Regions from separate parts of the Sus scrofa genome. Here all the other regions are linked to region 3. The links are chromatin contacts, called in public targeted proximity ligation maps. All regions are on one chromosome and are shown on one strand. The core of a region is the stretch at or near the end of the contact, and the rest is flanking DNA. Distances in the headings are between cores, read along the strand shown.

Evidence for each region.
Region 1: a contact with region 3 is called in a targeted proximity ligation map of alveolar macrophages. A contact is called at or near these places in 2 of 47 Hi-C or Micro-C datasets (both in liver) and 1 of 2 datasets of targeted methods (alveolar macrophages).
Region 2: a contact with region 3 is called in a targeted proximity ligation map of alveolar macrophages. A contact is called at or near these places in 1 of 47 Hi-C or Micro-C datasets (skeletal muscle) and 2 of 2 datasets of targeted methods (alveolar macrophages and skeletal muscle).

Annotation. Positions count from the first base shown.
Region 1 is chr4:14,153,941-14,156,640 of Sscrofa11.1, reverse strand. No RefSeq gene overlaps it. Among named protein-coding and RNA genes, the nearest start is that of TRIB1, 140 kb to the left of the region's middle.
Region 2 is chr4:14,264,668-14,267,367 of Sscrofa11.1, reverse strand. No RefSeq gene overlaps it. Among named protein-coding and RNA genes, the nearest start is that of TRIB1, 32 kb to the left of the region's middle.
Region 3 is chr4:14,535,958-14,538,657 of Sscrofa11.1, reverse strand. All of the region lies in intron 3 of NSMCE2 (E3 SUMO-protein ligase NSE2), which reads left to right. Among named protein-coding and RNA genes, the nearest start is that of WASHC5, 61 kb to the left of the region's middle.

The DNA of each region.
Region 1 (2,700 bases), core at 196-2,695, 380 kb after region 3:
GTCAACAGGCTTCAAAGTCAGAGGTCTGGGTTCAAATTCCTAGCCCTCCGATCTCACCGCAACCTTGGCCAAGTCATTTCTACCTGCTGGAGCCTGAGTTTTCTCATCCGTGTCGTGGGGATCACATTACCTGCCTCTCCAAGTTGAGAATTATCAAGCAGATTCAACAACAGGGGTGGCCTAGGGTTAAAATCATAGCCCTGTACTTCATCACTAGCCCGCTGAGCCACCCTGACCCTCTCCAAGCCTCTGTCTGGCCATCCATGAAATGCAGGCCCTTACGGAGGTGTTGTGAGGATAACATGAGATATACGGTGCCCAGTAAAATTGTACGCTGCCTTCTCCTTCCATGCTCGTTCCCTCATGATTCTGCCAAGAGAAGAGATTTGGCTCTGAAAATGTCAGCTTACTCCAGGGCCTGGTCTTTCCTAGGTTCCCAGTTCATAAAATGGGATAAGACTCGTGGGTATCTCACAGAGTCATGCTGAGGTTAATGGACTCGATATAAGCCCCAGGTTAGAACTGTGTCCAATACAAGGGAAGGGCCTATAGAGGTCAGCTTTGTGGCTGGCTATACATGGCTCTTTCTGCCCATGATGGAGCCTTGGTCTGAGTGATTAGAGTTGACCCAGAGTGACAGGTCTAGGTAGTGACAGGCCAGGGTGATAGGCAGGAGTAGTTGGGCTCCTTACAGAACCCCCAGGAACAGTTTGGACATTTTCTTCTTCCTCTTATCTTTCTCCTTTTTTTTTTTTTTTTTTTTTTTTTTAAGCTGTGCTGGAGACACATGGAAGTTCCTGGGCCAGGGTTCAAACCTGTGCCACAGCAGCAACTGGAGCCACAGCAGCGACAATGGTGGATCCTCAACCTTTGGTGCCACATGGGAACTCATGGACATTTTCTTCTAATACAAACTGCCTCTGGCCTTGACCTGTCCTGGAGGTTGCAGGAAAGAGGCATGTTCATGGCCATCTCAGATGTTCCTACGTTTTCTCATGGCCAAGGTATCATATGAGGGCAGTGGCCGGGCAGACTGTGGTCCTTTACTGGATGCTGACCAGCTGGGAGGCACCTTCGATGGTGTGCGGGGATGGGCATGTGGCAGGGCCCAGAGCCCATTCATGGCCGAGTCAGACAGGATGTGCTTCCCTCGTGGGAACCCGGACAGGTGGCTGGACAGTTTTTCAGGGTTTGAGCCCATGCTTCTGGACTCTAAATCCAGTGCTCTTTCTGTGACTTTGAGTTTATCCAGAGGCATGGGCCTCCTACCCTAGGAGCTTAGCCACTGGTTTGTGGCAGACAGGCGACTGGATGCTCTGAGAACTGGAGGAAGAGGAGAGGATCAGAGAAAGTTTGTGGAGGAGGCGACATTTGAGCCAGGCCTTTTAGGTAGAGAAGAGGGAGAAAGCAGTTGTCTCCACTTCCTCATCTTCCACTCATTTCTCCACCTCCACCCACTACAGTCTGGCTTCTGCCACAACATGGAACTGCTCTTGTCCAGATCATCTGCGACCTTCTTGCGGCAAATCCAATGGATGCGTCATAGCCTTCCTCTTAACTAATGTTGGGGTCACATTTCACTTCCACCTTAACTCCTGCTTCTCCTCCTGCCTCCCCTATGTCCCTTCTCAATTTTTCTTGTGAATTAATCTTTTCCTGAAACCTATCTATCTGCTATCCATCCACCAACCCTTCCATCCATCCATTCATCCATCCATCTATCCATCCACCCTTCTATCCATCCATCCATCCACCCACCTTCCATGCAGGCATGCATGCATCCATCCATCCATCCACCCACCCACCCTTCCATCCATCCATTCACCAACCCTTCCACCCATTTATTCTCTTTCTCTTTATTATCTATCTATCTATCTATCTATCTATCTATCTATCTATCTATCTATCAATCATCTACTTATCTCTGTATTAAGGAGAGTTAAAGAAAGGCTTTGTTACAAAAGGAAGGATTAAAGGACTCTGACAGGAAAGAGAACAGCATGCTAGGATGAATAATCTCAAAGAGCCACTACAAGCCCCAGACTTGAAGACTAAGTGGATTTCAAAATCCAAAGAGTGTAGCTATGAGAGGGGCTTTTCTTTAATCTGCTTCAACAGGGGGATGCAACTGACTGAGGGCATGAATACCCCTGATTCTTCTCCTGCCCTTAGACTTCACAAAGGTCAGCCTCCTGTGCCCCTTCCACGCTGCGATGCTGTCCCGTTGCTCTATCTGGGTCCTACATCCTTAACTCTACTGAAGCTGAAGACCTCAGCTGTCGAAAGGCCGACACCCCCAGATGGCTTTCCCAGGAAGAGATTTCTCTCCTGACCTCCTGAACATGCAACTTTCTGCTTACTGCACATCTCTGGCTGGCCTTCAGGCATCCATGTCCACATCTCATGTCCACAGTGGCACTCACAGCCTTCCCTCAAACCATTTGTCTTATCCATTCCCTGCCTGCATGGATGGTGTTCCTGACTCTTGGGCCTCCTTTCCTGTCCACATCCCTCACCAGGTCCTGCCAAATGCCCACCCAGACACCTGACACATGCAGCCCCTTCCCCATGCCCTCCCCACCCCCTCCCTTGCTCAGGCCCTTTTCATCTCTCCCCAGATTATGACAACCGTGTCCTCATTAATTTCGTGACTCCCATCTCACATCCTTGTGGCAGGGGCTGCTAGTGGCCTCTTAAGGT
Region 2 (2,700 bases), core at 193-2,692, 270 kb after region 3:
TTAGAGATGAGGAAACTAAGCACAGAGGTGAAATAACCTGTCCACCGTCACTCAACTGGTACATGATGGAGCTCTGACCCCTGGTAGTGTGGCCATGGAACCCCATTCCTGGAGCATGCGCCATACTGCAGGGGCAGGGAACCAGCTCCAGGGAGTAAGGCAATGAGTTGAAGGCAGCCAGCCAGGGTTTCAGCAAGACTGCAGAGACAAAGCTGTTGACAACTAGGCTGTTTTTCCCTTGACTAACTAAATGAGCTTGGGGTCTTTTTCCTAGCCTCAGTGTCTCAATCTCAGTAAAGCCTTCTCAACCTTCCTTGGTGGGCTGTGGGAAGCTTGGTTGAGAGCCCTCATAAACATTGGGGTGCCATACAAACCCATTCATCAGGATTATGGCTCTAGGATGTCACGTTTCTTTGGGAACTTGGTGGAGGCTGGATGAGCCCTGGAGGAGACCCGGCACTGCTTGGGGATGGGTGGCAGGCCCTTCCTGTTCTCTCTGAGTGTTTGGAGAGCTTTAATATTTCCTGTGCTTGGCTCCATCCAGAGTTATTGTTTCAAACCCCTAAAAGCTAGGGTCTCTCCCTTTAAGGAAGTTAGTTCTCCCTCAGAAATATCCCTTCCCAGTCTTGTGGTCAAAAGCATATGCCTCCTCTGGACATGCCCTGTGAGAATTCCACAGGCTGGCATTGTTATCTTTATGAAGTTAATTCTCTGTTGGTCCAGAAGTCAGATTAGGAGCAAAAAGAAAGTCAAATGACCAGACGTGCTTGAGGGGATGGTGCTTGGTTGAAATGAGCCGCACTACTTACCCGGGACCAGAGAGCTTGCATTTTATCCTTGTCTACATAGTGGACTCACTAGTTTCAATCCTATGAGTGAATAAAACAATGTCATATCATGAGGTGTTATACTCCTGAATAACAATTCTCCTCTGGCAGGCACTGGGGGTTCCCTCGAAGTTTCCAGAATCCTTCTCAATCCTGTAGCCATTCTGGGCTACCCTGGGAACATGAACCCTTTGGGCACCAAGTCTTCCACTTTAACCTTGTTTAAATCCCAACGCTTCCCTTTTCAAGTGGTTTCTAAGGGGAAAAATAAAAAGAATGTTCCAGAACACCCTGCTGGCTCAGGGATGATTTGCTAGAGCTGTTTCCTGGATTACGACCTCTTCTCCCATCAGCAAATCATGTGAAACAAACTCCTGTCAGCTGTAAACCCTGAATGTGGGAAAAAGAGCTGACACACAGGGCTCGTTTTCGTAAAGTTGACATTTCTCATGAATAGCAAATTCCTGAAAGTGGGCAGATGACCAAGACCAGGAATTCTCATTAGCTGGTGATAATCAGGCCTGACTCTGGCTGCGGAAGGCAGCTGGGAGGGGAGGTCCATCCGCGTGGGAGGGGCCACCGCTGATAACGGACCCACACAGCAGCCGGATCGCCTGCTAAGATCCTAACACGCTCTGAACGGGCTGGTCATCCTTTCGCCTCTCCCGCAGCTCCGACCCTCCCCCGGGGACCCCCACCTCCGCACACACCGGCAGCCAGAGGGTTAGTGCTGACCCAGCGAAGGCCTTCCAGACAAGGTCCAGCTGGGCTCTGAGCCTCGTTTGGAGGGATCTGTGACACACTGGTGGGTAAATAAATGACATGTCCCCTCCCGGCTGTGGGGTGACAGTTCCTTCCTCAGGCCCTGCAGAGACGGAGGCTCTGGCCCCAGCCTGCTTCCTGCTTCCTGAGAATGTGACCTCCGATCCCCCCTCTTTAGAGTTGAAGGACAACTAGGAAATGAGTTAAGCTGATTGTTTCCCATCCAGAAGCCCGATCCCACCCTCTCACATCCACGTTCCCCAAACAGTCAGCATTAGCAATTTTTTTCCCCCTACCCTCATCTCTGTAGCATTTCCTGGTTTTCCCAAACAGAATGAGTCACTTCCTTTTCTGTGTTCCCACAATGCTCAGAAGCCACCATATCTCTGTGATCCAATTTTATTTTATGAACTTTGCAATTTTTCTCCTCTGGGCATAGGAAAGCTTGTGAATATTTCTTTTTCTCTTTTTGCTTTGGCCTCTGGGAAGCTCGAGTTCCAATTTGAGTGGTATAATTTACATAAATAGGATGCATAAACTGCATATAGTTTGATGAGCTTAACAAATGTATACACCCATGTAACCACCGCTATAATCATGATATGCAACATATTTCTTTTTTTTTTTTATGTTCCTTGATAGGCTTTTTTTTTTTTTTTTTAATAATTTTTTTAAATTTTCCCACTGTACAGCAAGGGGGTCAGGTTATCCTTACATGTATACATTACAATTACATTTTTTCCCCCACCCTTTGTTCTGTTATGATATGCAACATATTTCTATTATCCCATATTCCCTTGTACCTGGTCCCAATTACCACCGATCTGCTCATAGCTGCCGTTTATTAAATTCACATTTTCCAGAGATTTGTATAAATGGAAACATATAGTATGTGGTCTTCTCTATCTGGCTTTGTTCCCTTGGCATAACGCTTTTGAGATGCTCCCGTAGTTTTGTGTATACCAGCAGGATTCCTTTTTATTGCTTAGTAGTATTCCATTGTATGGATATATCACAGTTTGCTTGTTCATTCTCCTGTTGATAGACACATAAGCAGTTCCGTTTCTGGGCTATTATGAATATAACTTCTCTCATCATTTATATCTAAGTT
Region 3 (2,700 bases), core at 173-2,672:
AGCTTCTAGTAATAGTGACACTTAATCTTTCATTCTTTTGTGCCATGGCCAACCTGATAGTTTAACCACTTGAGCTTTTTGAATTTCATTTCTTTCTGGGCCTTTTTTCTTTTTTTTTTTTTTTTAAGGGAACTTTCTGTCACATAATATATAGCGTTCCTTAAAATAGTGAAAAATTCTTACATGCATATCTCATGGACTAGAGTAATACACCAAGTCAGTTTAATTATTTTTCCTACCCTTTCTTTCATCTTAAAGTAATCATTTAGTTTTCTTCTAATACAGAATGATATTTAGAAAGGCCAAGTCAGTGTTACTTGAAATTGGAAACAATAGCCAGGAATAGTTTGATGTGATTGCACCCCCCAGTTGATTTCCAGACGTCCTGACTTGCTTGCTTTTTACTTTCTCCTTAACTGACATCCAGGGGTCCCACATGCTCCAGTACCTGCCTTCCAGCTGCCTCATCTATTTGCGTTTCTTGGAATGTTACTGGTACCAAGGAGCAAAGCCACTCCACGCATCAGGTACTCTGTCACCCTGAGGCTTATTTTTGCCCCCGCCATGACACCGGAGCCAGTAATGACACATGAAGCACTAAATCGGAGCTCTCAATGGACTAGATCCTGGGTGTGCTCGGGACATCCCTCTTACAGAATCAAAATTAAACTGAGCTCATGAGGGGTAGTTACACCGTGTCTTCAAAAGCCTCAGCAAAAATGTCAGAAGCTCAGTTTTTTTTCTTAGGAGAAATTCTTAAGATGTGACTGAAAGCACCTCGAAATGACGTAGGTAGAGTTAGACCATGTCCTGCCACATTTTCTGTAATAGTAATGGTATTTTCTGCCATCATATGGAATGAAAGTGCTCTGCCTTGGAAGGTAAAGTGTGTGTGATTCCATGACAGTAGTACATTGTTTGGTGTTAATGTTCCATTTAACGACTGAGTTTTCTTCTCTCCCTCTCCAGGGAGAAGCTGTGTGACCTTAAGCAGGTTCGCAAAATGAACTTAGTAGTATCTGTCCCTGCCTATCACAGAGTGATTGCTTGATTAAAAAATGCGATAACATATGTGAAAGCCCTTGAGAGGTAAAAGTGCCGTATAAAGGCAAGGGCTCAGCGTTCTGTCCTGTTAACTTTTAACTTCTTTCTCCTGTCACGGAAATGTCTACCACATTTAAATTGGTGATCTCTTGTAAACCACCTAAACTCGGAATAAGTGGTCATAGGTGGCTTGGGCTGTCTCCTCCCATTCATTTTCTCATGCCCCAGCTTGAACTGGAAGGATAAATGTGTAGATTTTACATTCATTTTTGGTCCTTAATTTAGTCATCTTTTTGGTAAATGTTTATTTCTGTCTTCCCTCCCTACCCCTTTTCTCCGCCTCACCACCTCCCAAGAGTTTGGTGGAAATCTCACGTAACAGTTCAACAAGTGACTAATGTAGATTGGGCTTGCTTAGTCTCTGAGTCACTTTATTATGAAACACTTAAACTTGAACATCTATCGGTAACAATGAGGAAATAATATAAAACAATTTATACTTTCTGATCTGATGGTTTTAGTGACTAACTCATCAGGCAACAATGAAGAAGGAAATTAATGAACATTCACAAAGCCAGATGAAATTATGTTAAAAGTCCGTCTCAGTAAATCACAATCACCTTCACTTCCTTCTCCCCATTTCTCAGCAGCTGGTGTTTCGTTGATAAGAGTGTTGGGCTAGGAAATAAAGATCTGGCTTCTAATCCTCTTTCTGCCAGGCTGTGACCTTGGACAAGTCACGTAAACCTCTGTACTTCAGCTTCCTCATTTCTAAAATGGGAGTAAGAATAGTATTTTTCCTATGCCCCTCACCGGGCAATGGTAGATAAAAGAGAATGTGTTGTAACAAAAAAAGGAAAAAAAGTGAAAGATGGCATATAGTTATTAGACCTTGCCTGTCCTCATCGGACATCTGATATCTGAATGGCCACAGCACCAAAGGGTGAAGGAAGATCAGAAGGGAGTCGCTGTTAGCTCTTGGAGCTGGAAAGAGAAAAGATAGACTCCCAGCGTTTGGATTCCTGAATTGAATCCTGGAATGCAGTTTCCCATCGAAATAACATTGTGGCTAGGTTTCCAGGCTAGCCAATTAAAAAAAAAAAAAAAAAAAGATTTAATCATAAGCAGTGCATTGTGATCCAGTTTCAATAAAACTGTAACAAAGCCCATGTGTGGGATAGGTATCAGTTTGGTGATTCATTTGTTCTGGAGGCCTAGCCTAGTGGATGTTAGTGAATTCAATTCTCTGACTTCCCTGGTTATTTGATATCTGCCTGCAGGCTGTTGATGGTTTGCTTAAACCAGATTTGGAAATGTCATCAGTTTCTTCTTTCAGTGCCCTGGCCCTTTGACGAAAAAAGTCTGAAACCAACTCTCTTTGCCCCGGGTGAGGGGTGAGGAGCCCTCCTGGAATCCTGACCCCTTGAATCATCACAGTAACCTACCCAGTTAGTAAGGAGGATATGATGGACTCTGAGCCCCAGGAAGGTTAAGGGACATGCTTGGGTCACATGCTTAGTCTCAAGGTGTGACTTGAACCTTGGTTTTTTTGATATGTAATTCAAGGCTCTTTTCATGACATCTCCATGCCTCAGGACAGATGTAGTTTGTTGAATTCACTTTGAGTTGTAGTTTTCAGTTGGGAGTAAGAGTGCT